Linked DNA regions of Zea mays: region 2 is linked to region 1. The links are chromatin contacts, called in public Hi-C maps. All regions are on one chromosome and are shown on one strand. The core of a region is the stretch at or near the end of the contact, and the rest is flanking DNA. Distances in the headings are between cores, read along the strand shown. Region 1 holds the start of LOC100286186 (xylogalacturonan beta-1,3-xylosyltransferase). Region 2 overlaps LOC103652327 (alpha-glucosidase 2).

What was found. A called contact is a pair of places that touch in the nucleus more often than the background predicts.
Region 2: a Hi-C map of leaf shows a contact between it and region 1, with 5 times the contacts expected there. The contact joins the enhancer-like site here to the promoter of LOC100286186 in region 1. A contact is called at or near these places in 4 of 25 Hi-C or Micro-C datasets (ear, leaf and tassel).

Annotation. Positions count from the first base shown.
Region 1 is chr3:162,203,406-162,208,006 of Zm-B73-REFERENCE-NAM-5.0, reverse strand. It overlaps LOC100286186 (xylogalacturonan beta-1,3-xylosyltransferase), which reads left to right and starts at 2,813. Exons shown (of 4, transcript NM_001414179.1): 1 at 2,813-3,596. The coding sequence starts at 3,123.
Region 2 is chr3:162,252,622-162,257,222 of Zm-B73-REFERENCE-NAM-5.0, reverse strand. It overlaps LOC103652327 (alpha-glucosidase 2), which reads left to right. Exons shown (of 22, transcript XM_020550385.2): 17 at 234-290; 18 at 374-520; 19 at 604-695; 20 at 959-1,068; 21 at 1,150-1,213; 22 at 1,318-1,940. The coding sequence ends at 1,471. Among protein-coding and RNA genes, the nearest start is that of LOC103652327, 16 kb to the left of the region's middle. Within about 2 kb of position 2,427, at least 4 of the 20 cell types and tissues checked have an H3K27ac peak or open chromatin away from gene starts, as enhancers often do. A contact at or near this core is called in ear and leaf, where this site is marked.

The DNA.
Region 1 (4,601 bases), core at 1,564-4,063:
ATGTTACAAACTTATGTCGTATGAGTCTTTTTTTCCCATCGGAGAAGTTTTTCAATTATTCGAGTTCAACTTGTGTTTGCAATAATAACAGTTGTATGTCTTTGAACAATGTCATTGTGTGAACCATATTGGATTTCAACAAGTATGTCCGTGAGTTTGTTTGTATGGTAAAGTTTTTATTGTAGGAATCTGGTTATTGTTTGTATGTTTGCAGATGTCTGAGCCTGATACAGACTCATATGATGATGAGAGGGATGGAGAATTGCTAGTTGCACTTTTTGCTGTGGACATATGGGGGAGCTCGCCAAGTGGGTTTTCGAGAAGAACCATGGTTGAAACAGGTATCCAATGGGTTGAGCGAACATTGGAGAGTAGTGACGGTTGCTTCGACATGTTTCGCATGCGTCGAACAATGTTTCGACGTTTGCATGATACGTTGGTGCAAAATCATGATCTGGTACCAAGTCGTGGTGTCAGTACAACGAAAGCAACTGCTATTTTCTTGTGGGCATGCGGGGGTCCACAATCATTTAGGCAGATAAGGAATAAGTTTGGTCACTCATTGGAAACAATAAGCCGCAAATTTAGTGAAGTCCTTAATGCAATATATAGGATGTCTTCTGACGTAATCAAGCCTAAGGACACAAATTTCATAGAGATTCACCCTCAATTACGAGAGACTAGATTCTGGCCGCTAGGGATGGCAGCGGGTCGGGTAAAGTGCGGGTAAGCCATTTACCCGCCCGCCAACATATACGCGCCTCTAGTGCTTACCCGTGCCCGCGAGAGCTTGCGGGTAAAGTTTTCGACCTGTGCCCGTACCCGCAGGATATCCGCGGATATCGGGTACAACCCGTTACCCGCCAGAAAATACCATAGAATGTGGTCATGTTCATTTTACCAAGAACATCAACAACTTGACAGATATAATATAATGACAAGGAACATAGTTCAAACTTCAAAGTCCACAAACATGATCGATCATCCACAAACATAAACATAAGTCTCAAACTCTTAAGATAATTAATTATTACAACACAATGTTTTAGGATAAAATGAACACATGGGCAATATTTTGACAGGCTAGTAAATTAAGCGGGTAACGGGTAATACCCGGGGGCGAAATTTTATATACGTCAATTACCGGCGGGTGAGAAGTGTTGCCCGTATCCTTACCCGTGGGCGAGATTTCTTACCCGTATCCATGCCCATCGGGTATGAAACCCGCGGATATCCGTGCCCGCAGGCAGGATTGCCATCCCTACTGGCCGCATTTCAAGGATTGCATATGAGCCATTGATGGAAGCCACTTTCCCGCGTCTGTCCCGGCCACGGAGCAAGCAAAGTATATTGGTCGTCACGGTTACGCATCACAGAATGTCATGGTCGTTTGTGACTTCGATATGAGGTTCACATTTGTTGTCACGGGTTGGCCAGGTTCAGTGCATGACACTAGAGTCTTACAAGATACTTTGATAACGTATGTGGATAGGTTCCCGCATCCACCAGAATGTATAACTATCTTTTACTTTTGTATCATTCTTTATTAATTTGTGTCATATGTATTGAAGTCCAGATTTATGTTTGTGCAGGTAAATACTATCTTGTGGATTCTGGTTATCCGAATAGGAAGAGATACCTTGCACCTTATAAGGGTCAGAAGTACCACATTTCAGAATGGCAAAATGCGAGGCAACCTGTTGGTAGCAAAGAAGTTTTCAACTTTGCACACTCTTCCCTACGTAATGTTATAGAGCGATCGTTTGGGGTGCTTAAAATGAAGTGGAGAATTCTTCTAAGTCTACCTTCATTTTCTCTTAGGAAACAATCGAAGATAATTATTGCTTGCATGACATTGCATAACTTCATTCGAGACAGTGCTCTACACGATCGAGACTTTGACCAACATGTACCTACTAGCCTTGCTCATGATGTACCCGTAGGTGAGAGTAGTAGTAGCACATCTGATGAGTTAGACATGAGTGCATTTCGAGATGCAATTGCTAATGCATTAGTGTCGTAGTTTAATAAGTGAATGTACCGATAGTTATGTTGTAATGAACTCTAGTGTTTTTAATGTAATGACCTTCTTGTTGGTTCGATGTTTTTATCTGTTTCCTTTTTTGAATCAGAATCTACAATCTCAGAATCTGCGTATCCAAACACACAGATTCTAACCACCAGCTTTTCTACACAGCAGACGAACCAAACACCCAGATTCTAACCATCAGCTTCTCTGCACAACCAGCTTTTTCTGACAACCAGCTTTTCAGAAAAGCTCTTCAGAAAAAAGCCGAACCAAACAGGCTCTAAGGCTAGCTCCAGCAAGGGACCCTAAAGGGTTCTGTACCCTAAATATAGAGGATCAAATGATCCTCTACGCTCTCCAGCAACGTCCTCTAAACGGTCCTCTAAATTTAGAGGACGCTGCTGGATTCTCTATATATAGAGTTTCTCTAAACGGTGCTCTATACATTTGAATACTTTAAATATCCGGTTTAGCAAAACTAAAATATGTCTAATACATTTGAGAGATGACAAATACGTATGTACAAAAAATAAAAATAAAAAATATCTCTAATATAGATATTTGAGTATAAATGGTGTGATTTAGAGGATGTTGTTGGAGAGAAAAGAGATATAAATGATGTAATCTTTTAGAGGAGACGGTAAAGTACGGATACAGAGGATGAATATAGAAAACGTTGCTGGAGACAGCTGGCGTGCCACCGACACTGCACGTCCACGCCATCGTGGCTGCAAGTTGGCAGTACCTGCAATTAAGAACGTGCCGATACAAATGCTGCTCAAGAAGTCAAAACCTGTTCCGTGCGCACGACCTCATCTGTCATCTCGCAGCAGACAGAGGAATTTCCCTTCTGGGAGAATCACAAACTGTTCTCCCTCTGCACTGTTGGATCTCTTGCGTGGTCGCCGTCCAAGCAGAAGCGGAGCACTAACCACACGAGCGCGAGAGTGGAGGCGCAGAGAGCCGTCGCCATCGTCCATCGCAAATTCGCTAGCGGACACAAATCCACCCAGCCAGCCGTTCATCGCAACCACCACAACCACCAACCAACGGGCGTGCCCACCACGCGGCGCCGTTGGGGTTGGCGGGCGCCATGGGGGCGCCGAGCAGCCGCGCGCTGGCGCTGGGCGCGGCCTTCCTGCTGCTCCTCGTCGCGCTGCCCTCCGCCTTCCTCTACCTCACCTCCTCCGCGGCCACCCGCGCCACCCTCCTCGACCTCAAGCCCTTCTCCGCCAGGTGCGCGCCCGCAGTCGCGCCGCTCCGCGTCTTCATGTACGACCTGCCTGCGCGCTTCCACGTCGCCATGATGGGGGCCGCCGCCGGCGCGGGGTTCCCCGCGTGGCCGCCGTCCGCGGGCGGGATCAGGCGCCAGCACAGCGTGGAGTACTGGATGATGGCGTCGCTCCAGGATGGGGGCGCGGGACCGGAGCGGGGAAGGGAGGCCGTCAGGGTGCGGGATCCTGACGCCGCCGACGCCTTCTTCGTGCCCTTCTTCTCCTCGCTCAGCTTCAACGTGCACGGTCGCAACATGACCGACCCTGACACCGAGGCCGACCGCCTCCTGCAGGTGCCGCCTCCGTCTTTCTTTTTTTTGGGGACAACTCTCAGCTCTGTACAAATTGTCACTCCTAAATACTATTATTACTACTTTCCGTTGGCTCATTGGCTGTTGATAGTTCTGCGCTGTCATGGGAGACCTACGATTGATTACCATTTAATTCGGCTCAGATTGAGACTGCTCTGTGCAAATTGCGTGTTTTGGGGAATTATCATTTGACATTTTGGCTATTTATTAGGACACTAAGAAGCAGCCAAAATTACCCAGTGAAACCTGCAGACACACCCAATAGAACAGCCACAGCACTACCAAAAACCAATGAGCCATTGAACACAGACAAGCACATCAAAGATATTCCCGAGAGGAACAAACTGTTGCCATTTTGACAATTCTCTCGCCAGTTGGGGTTATGTTACCATCAAACATGCTATCAAGAAACTGACTTCTTTTCAGATTCTGAACCTCTCAATAGAGTGATAGGTCGGCAGATGCCCCCCTTTCCTCGGTAATACAACGTGACATCTTTTGTCTCACTCTACTAATAGGGCTCTCCCAGATGTCCTCTTACTTAGTTTAGGATTTCTGTGGCTAAACCTTGATCACTGCTAAGGATATTTCTGCAGAACTCAAATCAATTAAGATGGGAATGGTGCATTTTCTTATTTCTGCCAAGGTTGACAGGATTTGCACATATTTTCTTAGCTGCTAAGGTTGACAGGATTTGCACATATGGTTAGATCTGTAGGAGAAACCCTTTAGTGTATATGATATGATGATGCTTCTCATATATGTTAAGGCCAGCGAATGTAGAATGTAGCTCCTTGAGGGCTGCAGAGCCCTGAAGGTAAGGTTGATGTGCATGACTACTAGCAACCTCTGCGGGTTTTTAGGTGCCATTCATGCTATGATTGTAGAATTAAACGAGGATAATAGAACAAGCAGTAGGTAAGAGTTCTACTGTTCAACATCACTAAGAACAGGACACTGTTTAATCCATGCCCTGCTGCTTCCTTT
Region 2 (4,601 bases), core at 1,178-3,677, 50 kb before region 1:
GCAGCTTCCACATGTGTGGGCTCTAGGGAAGAAATAACGGAGGCAAGCCTTACCACCGCATTTTGCAAAAAAAAAAGAGGCTTAAACCATGTGTTTTCTTCTAGTTTATATACTGGTCATGTTCTGAATCCTGATTGTGCCTTTGAGACAATATTGGTTTAGTTCAAAAAACCAAACTACCCAATGACTACTGCTTGTTACATTCAGTTATTGAATTATTGGCATTTTTACAGTTACACTTGGATGACACAATTGGTGCTTATTTTGATTATGGTAACCATACTGAAAAGGTCAGTGCAGCGCTTCATCTGATCTTTGGCACTTTGTTTGCAACACATGGTTATCAACTTTGATTGTGAGGTTATTTTTGTAGGTTCGAATGAGATGGTTTGATGTGAAAGACAACAATAATATGAGACGAGAGTTCTTGCGAGGAACATTACAAGCCCCTCAGCTGCAGTTAGTACCCCATGTTGGCTATGTCAGCCTCTTCCCATTCATGATGGGGACTATTCCACCTGTATGTTCTTTACTTCCCTGTGTTTATCGCTTAAGTGGTTTTTTGATATCCATCCTAATTAATAATCACATTTGACTAATCAGGAATCATGGGTTCTTGAGAAGCAGCTCAATCTGATATCTAACACATCTATATTGTGGACAGATTATGGCCTTCGATCACTTTCTAGAACAAGGTAAAAGGTCTATTATTTTTTCTATGCCCCCCCCCACCACCCCGACCCTTCTCCCAAAAACATAAGTTTTGGATATCTGAAGCATATATGATATTGTTTTCCTGCCTTATGCATGTCATGGGCTTCAATGTGGTTAGATGGAATTGTCAAAGTTGATTCATGCTCCCAATGCCTTATTACTGTAGTTCAAGATGGTTTATATAGCTATATTATTTGGTCATCCAACAACTGGGTTCTGAAGTATCTATTTTTACATGGTCCAGTTCAATATATATGAAGCGTAATACAGAGCATGACCCCCCTTATTGGAGAGGTGCCATTTGGATAAACATGAACTACATGGTTCTTTCGGCACTACATCACTATGCACATAGTAAGCTCTTTAATTGCCTAGTTTATACCCTTTGCAAACCCTTCTGCTGGCATAATGATATAGCATTCTGCTTTCCTGTAGAGGATGGTCCATATAGCGGCAGGGCAAAGGAATTGTATGACAAGCTAAGATCAAACCTTATCCGGTGTGTTCATTCTTCTCTCGAGTTGAAACCAAGTGAACTAGCTGAACTGTAGCTTGTCTAATAGATTGCTGACGCCTACTTCCTGGTTTTTTTTACATTTTCAGGAATATAGTGCAGAATTACGATGCAACAGGTTTCTTCTGGGAAAACTATGACCAGAAGGACAAAGGAAAGGGAAAGGGTGCACGGTCATTTACTGGATGGACTTCACTCATTGTTCTGATCATGGCGGAGTCCTACCCAACATTGCACAGGTGAGATATAGATCGCGAACAACCACAGCAGAAGATAGCTATGGCAATTGGAATGGAGGGGCTGGCAGCTGGCGCTTGTTTAGCCCGGTTTGCAACCAGAACACTGGGATAGTTTGATTCGTAGCATCTGCTGCCTTAATCATGAAAATTTTGACAACACCTCCTGGTCAATCTGTTCAGCATCATTTATAGAGTGTTAGTGGTCATCCCTGTTCACTCTCATACTGTAAACTAGCTCCTCGAAGAACTGATTTTGGGGGGCCAAAACCACCCCAGGAAAGCATGAGCATATGGAAAACATGTTCTTGAAAGCTGACACTACGTGGAGCTGTTACTTGCTATTGAGTGTAATCTACTGCTACTCTTACTATGCTTGGCCATTTGCACCCCCAATGATCCCCGAAGAAACCTGCTGGTCCGAGCATGTGACCTATACCTTTGCATTTACTTGCTAGAGAATCAGTTCAACACAATGCAAGTTGCAAGGCACGTGTTTTGAAATGGAAAGCGGGCCATGTCTATGCTGTGACCGTCTCTACTTCGCTTGCTGTGTTACTTTGCGCTCCAGCAGTTTATACATCTTCGTACCTATTTTAAACTTTACTATGAAAATAGTGCAGTGTACCTACCAAATCAGTATTTTATAAGGCTATGTGCACGATCTACTGGTCATAGCCGTAGGTTGTGGTTAGCAGTTTTTTTTTTAAACGAGCAAACAGCTCCGCTTTTAAGAAAGCATTATGACCAGCGTTTACATCACTGGGGAACAGCAAAGCAAGAAAGGGTAGGCCTCCTCGCAGGGAAACAGAAGATGAAAGAAAAACTGGGGTTGTCAGATGACGACTAACAGCATAATTCTTAAAGACAGAAGACCAGTCTACAAAACGAAGCAGACAATCCAGACATGAAAAGGACTCGTCTTCAATCTTCAAACCAAACCACTCCAATGTCAGTGCATTGTCCCGCAACCGGTTGTTGCTCACGCAAACATATCCTCCAGCGGCGCCTGTTCCCAGTCTTGAGTAGCACACTCTAACTCTGCAAAAATGACACAACATCGTAGATGACCACTGACGTGCTGTTAGGAATTTTTTTTCTAATTGCCATCTTGTTTCTGTTACACCAAAGGGCCCAAACCAGCCCAGCCATAATAAAGAAATGAAAGGTACTAGCAGCCTGAGAATTGCCCCCTCCCCATTTGTTAAACAGGCTCACCGCAACACAGTCCCAACCAAAAATATTTTCTAGGCTTCTCCAAACATATTTCGATAGCACACACTGAAGAAAGATGTGATCAACGGTTTCCTTGCCCCCACACAGAGAACATTGTGTGCTACCCTTCCATCCCTTTTTTTCTAACACTGCGGCCGCTTGGATTTTTCCATTGTAAAGTTGCCAAAGAAAAACCTTAATCAAGGGCACCATGTATTTCTAGATTTTTTATACGCGGAGTTTTTGGCACCTCCATCGGTTCTAAATCTATATAGGGATTTTGTGGTGAATCTGCGGGAATTGTCTAGAGCCCAAAACATTAAGTCTATCACTTGAGATGTTGTGCTCCCTAAGCTCAAAATTTAGCTCCTCCCACAAACAGAATTCAGAATCAGTAAGAGGCCTCACAAGATCTATGCTCCACTCACCCCCTCACAGCATTCAGAAACAGGAATGTCCTTGTCCCTGCAGATATCAAAGAATCTAGGATATTTGATTTTAATTGGGACCCTTCCCAGCCAAATGTCTTTCCAAAAAAGGGCCCCTTCCACATTTTTTGTTTGTTTGTCGCACCCCATTAAAATAAGTGCTTGACCTTGTGAAGACCTTGCTAGAATTGAGAAACTCCCTTATTTTTAGAAAGGAAAAAGTTATTCATGTTCATGTATTTAGCTTTAATAAGCTTGTACCATAAATCATCCGAGCCTTGTCATAGTTTCCAGTTCCATTTCACAAGTAAACATTTGTTCATCAGAAGAGTGTTTGTGATTTCGAAACCACCTTAGTCTTTTGGCCTGGTCAAACTATCCCATTTTTCCATGTGGTATTTTTTAGAGTTTTTGGCACCTTGCCAAAGAAGTAGAACCCCATAGTATAAATCGGTAGACTACTTAAACAAGAATTGGTCAAAATGAGTCTCCCCCGGAAGATAGGTGTTTCCCTTTCCAAGGGTCCAATCTTTTTTCCATCTTTCCCACAATATGCCCGAACGCCGAGGGTTTTAGACGACCAATAGAAATAGGAATGCTTAGGTATTTCAACGGCAAAGCTCCCAGGTTACAATTAATCATATTGGCCATCCTTTCCATTTCTTGTTGAGCTGCCTCGAAAACGTAAACCTCATTTTTATGGAAGTTTATTTTTAACCCTGACATCCATTTGAAGCAATAAAGGATTAATTTCAGGTTTACGATTGACCTATCAGACACATCGATCATGATCACCGTTGAAAGTCGCCTAGAGGGGGGTGGATAGGCAGAAACTGAAATTTACAACTTTAAACACACTACAAGCCGGGATTAGCGTTAAAATAAAATCCGAGTCCGGGAGAGAGGGGAAAACAAATCAACCAAGAAAATAAAGCGGATGACACGGTGATTTGTTTTACCGAGGTTCGGTTCTAAAGAACCTAGTCCCCGTTGAGGTGGTCACAAAGACCGGGTCTCTTTCAACCCTTTCCCTCTCTCAAACGGTCACTTAGACCGAGTGAGGCTTCTTCCTTAATCTCACGGGTCACTTAGACCCCGCAAGGATTACCACACAATTGGTGTCTCTTGCCTCGCTTACAAAGCACTTGAGAGTAAGAAGTGAGAAAGAAAAGAAAAGCCCAACCAAGCAAACAAGAGCAACAAGAAACACAAGTGATCCACTCACAAGTCCTAATGCACTAGAATTGTATTGGGGACTTTGATTGGATCGGTGGCTTTGATTTGTGCTCGGAGTGTTGCACTTTGCTCTTGTATTGAATGAGTAGTAGTGAATGCTTGGATGGTTGAAGTGGTGGTGGTTGTGGGGTATTTATAGCCCCCAACCACCAAAACAACCGTTGGGGTGGCTGCCGTCGATGGGCGCACCGGACAGTCCGGTGCGCCACCGGACACAGTCCGGTGCGCCAGCCACGTCACCCAACCGTTAGGATTCTG